Linked DNA regions of Mus musculus: region 1 is linked to region 2. The links are chromatin contacts, called in public Hi-C maps. All regions are on one chromosome and are shown on one strand. Each heading gives the region's core, a stretch centred on a gene start, on an enhancer-like site or on the middle of the called end of the contact. The rest is flanking DNA. Distances are from core to core; before and after follow the strand shown.

The links. A called contact is a pair of places that touch in the nucleus more often than the background predicts.
Region 1: a Hi-C map of neural progenitor cells shows a contact between it and region 2, with 3 times the contacts expected there. The contact joins two enhancer-like sites. A contact is called at or near these places in 5 of 484 Hi-C or Micro-C datasets (cerebellar granule neurons, cerebral cortex, cortical neurons and 2 more).

The regions. Positions count from the first base shown.
Region 1 is chr2:123,472,641-123,475,340 of GRCm38.p6, forward strand. No RefSeq gene overlaps it. Among named protein-coding and RNA genes, the nearest start is that of Gm39919, 320 kb to the right of the region's middle. Within about 2 kb of position 1,346, at least 9 of the 459 cell types and tissues checked have an H3K27ac peak or open chromatin away from gene starts, as enhancers often do. A contact at or near this core is called in neural progenitor cells, where this site is marked.
Region 2 is chr2:123,310,961-123,313,660 of GRCm38.p6, forward strand. No RefSeq gene overlaps it. Among named protein-coding and RNA genes, the nearest start is that of Gm34430, 380 kb to the left of the region's middle. Within about 2 kb of position 1,446, at least 14 of the 459 cell types and tissues checked have an H3K27ac peak or open chromatin away from gene starts, as enhancers often do. A contact at or near this core is called in neural progenitor cells, where this site is marked.

The DNA.
Region 1 (2,700 bases), core at 96-2,595, 160 kb after region 2:
GGGGAAAGGGCCAGGATTTCTGGAGGACATGATAGATCATTTCCTTAGATACTCAGCATATGCAAAGCTCACCTTTCTCTCAGATTTGACTCCCCATATTGCTTTGATACGTCAGCCAGAGATAAAATAAGTTACTCTCTAGCATTCCCTTTTACCGGTATGAAAATAAAAGAACAAATTGACTGAGGGAACAAAGCAGACATGGCCACCTTTGATCTTTGACTTTCTTGTAGGAAATCACATTTTCACATTTACTGTGTTTTCCTATTATCGCTCGCGTTCTGCTCTCAGCGAGCATGCACCAGCGGTATTCTTTGAAGTTCATAATTTCACAGCAGTTACACCCAGGAACTTCTGAAAGAGGTCAATATAGATCGGCCTGGATGCTATTATCTGTGAGGCTAAAAGTGGTTTGATGCTAATGTCGAGCAGGTAAGAGGCACAGGGGAGCCAATGGTGAAGATTATAAAAAGTAGCTTAATTCTGTAAGAAGACTGTCCTCTTACAAGCAATATATTGGTAATTTTATAATAACATATATAACACAGAAGCTTTGTTTAAGATAAATTTTAAGCACACCATACTTTCTACATTAAAACCAATATTTAAAATTACTCCCTGGGATGTTTTATGAATAATCAACTAGGAGATCATCGCTCGATTGGGCCTGTGTGTATTTCAGTGCAATGCCCTTCTTTATTATTAGTTTTGAAGGTGGGCTTTTGATACAAAAAGGGTCCTGAGATCTTAACCACCTTGGGCATGTCTATGCTGACCTGACCATTTCCAAAGCATGAAACTCCCAGTACTGAAATGCACCGAGCATGGAAGGCCCCCCTTGGAAGTTGTTAAGTTTGCTTAATCAGCATTTATAAATAGTTCTGCTTCTGTGCAGAGCTGGTGCTAAATGAGAAACAAATAAGCAAAAAGATGGATGAAATACAGCAATTAGATGCATAAAGAAACGACGTTTTTGCAGTTTAAACTTTGCTTTTAACTGTAAGCATTAGAATCTTGAGTTGGTTATGATTGTAATGCTGCGTTGGGAAGAAAATATCAAATACAAAGTGATCCCCAACCTCTTACTATGTGTCTGTGGCTAGTCATCTATGGAATGCTTAAAATGCAAGTTGTATAGACACTTTAAAAGAGAATTCATTGTGCCAAAATTGACAGAGGGCAGGAGAAAACTTACAAGCTGTCCTGTGGCCAATTCAAAAAAGTAATTAATTGCAGCTACTGTTTTGCAGCAAGCTGGGGAAATGTCACCAAATACAGAAATCTCCAGAAGGAATGACAAGCCCTTCCTGTGAGTCCCTCAGCCTAAACCAAAATGACACGGCCACATTGTGACTGCTGTAGGTAATGAGACTCTGTAAGATTATTATAAATAGGCTGTATAATTAATGCTGTACAGTTCAGTGAGCATTTTGTGGTTTTTTTTTTTTGAATTTGGAGTATGCCCCAATGGCTCAACAAAACAGTCACTGTCCCTAAATCAGGCAAACTTTCTTTGGCTTCAGAAACTGCTGCCAAATGCTCTGACTGTCAATTACTTCTAAAGACAAACGTTAAAAAGAATTAATGCATTAGCTCTAAGGAAAGGCATTTCCTAGAATAGAGTCCTACCAGGTGCTGAGAGATACCACTCACTCAAAGTACACATCTCATTTCATTTGCATAGGAGAGCTACTAGTACTCTTTTTCATAAAGGAGAAACTGAGGCTTGGGGAGGGAACTTGACTAGTGGCTGTAGACTGCATGTTCTATTTGAACTTGGGTTTGCATCATTAAACTGACCTCTGAGAGGCTCCATCCAAGCAGCCTACTGAAAATGATACAGAGATCCACAGCCAAACATTGTTCAGAGCTCAGCAAGTGTTGTGGAAAAGTTGGGCTTAGGACTGAGGGACCCAGAGGGAATAGGAACTCCACAGGAAGACCAACAGAGTCAACTAACCTGGACTTCCAGACATTGAACCATTGACCAAAGAGCATACACGGGCTAGACTTAGCCCCTCCCCACATATGTAGCAGATGTGCAGCTTGATCTTCATGTGGCTCCCCAACAATTGAAGTGGGGGCTGTTCTTGAATCTGTTGCCGGTCTGTGGATGCTGTTCCCCTAATTGAGCTGCCTTTTTGATCTCATTGGGAAAGGATGTGCCTAGTCCTGAGGAGACTTGATGTGCCAGAGTGGCATGATTCTCAGGGAATGCCTCCCACTTCTCAGAGGAGAAGGGGAAGGAAGATGAGGGAAGGAGCTGTGTGTGTGTGGGGGGGGGGAGCAGGAGGAGGAAGGAGGCTATGATCAGGATGTAAAAACTGTAAAAATGAATAATAAATAAAGTAATGAAGAAATCTTAGTTTTCTTAATTTTGCCATTCTTTTTGTCCTATTTCCCACAGTGTATGGAAGCATCATAGTGATTTTTTTTCTTTTGTGGTTGTTTTTGGGGTGACATTTCTATGACTTCAATGAAACACATGTATCCACTATGAAGAGACAGGGGAAGGCAGGCACTACCAAAGGCAGCACATGTTGATATGAGATATTATTAATGGATGAGAGTCAGGCACCATCCATCACTCTGTGTTTGCATTTGCAAAGGTGAACTCATAAATATCCCAAAGTTTTCATTTGCTTTTGGCTATGATTAAAAACACAGGGATTGAAATGCAATAGGAATACCCCAGATTGT
Region 2 (2,700 bases), core at 196-2,695:
GAGAGGGGAGAAAAGGTGGCATAAAGTCACATAGAGAACTGAAAGGATCCTGTGTGATACAAGAAGCAAGAAGCATAGAGGAGTCTGGTGTCAGAGGAGTAAGGGATGCTGGGCAAGAATCCTTGATGGGGCAGAATCAGAATCAGCTGAGCTTGAGCAGGACTTGAATTTTATTTCCAAGTATTGGACTGCTGCTACTTAGAGGAAATACCCTTGGCAAGTATTACTGAACCCCCACTGTGAATAAGCATGCAATGTATTATCCACTGCCTTTTCTGGGTTACACAGAAGTAGAAGAAAGATGAGAGGCAATCTAGGTTAGTGAGGTGGAGAATTTAACCCAATGTTTTGATGCAAAGACAATGATGCTATGATGAATGCAACCTACTGTACACAACTAAGGAACCAAGAGTTGGTGACAGGGCTTGGGCAGGAGAGTGCTACTGCTGAACAGATAAGATCAGAGTTGAGGACAGACATGAGTTTTCATGCAGTTTGGACATGGCAGATACAACATTAGCAGGACAAGCCAATTGGAGCACAAAGCTGGGTGGACAAGCCAGCTGAAGAATGCAGCTATGTAACGTGCATTCTTGCCTGTTTGTCTCACCCATCCAAACTTCCAACATCTATGTCTGCTCCACAGAAGTAGCTGACTGAGGAGAGGAGTATACAGCTTGCAGAGCATGACATTAAGAGAGACGCCTTCCCTGAGTGGACAGAGTGGAAGGGCATCACACAGACAGGGCTTTTTGTCCTCTGTGCACCAGTGTGAAGATTTAATGCTAAGCACAGAGGCAGTCTGAACAGTGTAGAATAGGGTTGCTTGAAGTCCACGAACTGCTCAGCAAACACTAGACACAAAGCAAGATCTCTTTTTGTTCTGGGTTTTTCTGGGGGATGGTTCGTGAAAACTGGTTAGCTTTTTTTTTTTTCTTAACAAATCTAATATGACCAGCCTTCTGTAATATGTGAGCTTCACATATTACATATTCACTTCATAGCATGCCTATGCCTTATGTACAGCCCAACAGAGGCACTCTTCATATTCGTTGGAATCACCAGGAATGCTGCTGAAATATAAGCCATTAGGACCACCCTAAGACATTTATATTCTTCTGAACTAGTGTGGAGCCCAGGGAACAAGATCTCTTGAAATCCTTCCGGCTAGGCTACAGGCACTGGTTAGCCAAATGGGCTTTTCTTTCATCTTTAAAACATGCCCCAGAGTTCCCCTCCTTTGTGCTTTTATGAATTTCAAGGTTAGAAGCAAAATTCTGTTATGGATGTTCGTCATCTGTATTTGAAAGAAAATAGTAAAAAACGTTGGTAGACGTCTAGTTGGCCGTGCTAGTTTGATCTGCAGGCTCCACAAAGGTGTTGCATCCCTGGAGTCCGTTAGGATCAGTCAAGGGCAGATATGAACGCTGTACTAACAGATACCATGAGAGGGCAGCAGAGAGCTGGCAAGATTTTCTCTACAGGGCAGGGAAATCTGGCTAGGCCGGATGGAGAATTCTTGGCAGATGCAGGAGGAGGAAATGTTTGAACCTTTATGGGGAGCAAAGGATGTAGTTATCTTTGCTCCATAAATATCTTAAATCGGAGTCATTACTCAATTGATAAACTGAGATCAGTGGAGGACTGAACACGGTGGGGTCAGTTTTAAACAGGAGCAATGGACTTATGCTCTGAGATATTGGCGAAAACCTCAAACAGCAAGCCAGTTTGTGAGATGAAGCTGGGTCTTATAACTACTCATGAGACCCATAACCTGAAGAGTCTTTTGCCTAGATTCAAACCCAAATCAAGAGAAAAAAAAATCTTTATCTAAAAGTTGAGCAAGTCTTTGCAACCTAAAAAAACACATGTGAACAGGGTATGGAAAGGAACAGATGAGAGCCAGGATTGCACCGGTGGCTGCTGACATCACTGACAAAGTCTCTATAAAGCTAGTGCCTTCCCCATCGGGAATAGCCATTAGAAGCTCGAGGCAGACACAGGGGTGGTATGTGGCTTGAGGCACACGGGACCTCCTTACTAGATAAACTCAGAACCAGAAATGTAAACTACAGAGATAGCACCACACCCAGAGAGACTATTTCAAGGTAAGCTGGCAAAAGTTTGAGAATTGCACACTGCTTTGTTGCTGGTAGTGTGGGCTTGGTGCTACCTTAGACTGACATTTCCAGATTGTTCCCTGACATCTTGCTGGTGTAGGTGCAGACCTGAGCCTCCACCTCACTTGGGAGCTTATTACAGTGTTGAATCCTTGGGTCCTGCCTCAGACCTACAGAATCAGAATTTGCATTTTAACAAGATCCCCAGGTGATTCATATGCATATTATGCATATTAAAATTTGAAAAGTCCTCTGCTAGAATCCAGTCTGGATAGGATCTGATGCCACTGATGTTATCGAAGATTAATAAGGACACTTTGGAACAGGGAGATAGACATGCTTCAGTAACATTAAGTAGGTATGTTACTAATGTGTATATTTGGGGTATTTTGTTGTTGCTATATCCTATTTTGTTTCTCATAGTTACATACAACATTGACAAACATCTTTTTTCAGAGACCCAGTAGTAGGGAAAGCTGTGTCCTATTTCAGTTTGAAGGAACATGTGGATCAAAATTGGCGTTATTCAAAAAGGATACATGATTTGTTGGAGGTTGTCACTTCTGTGTGCTGACTCCTA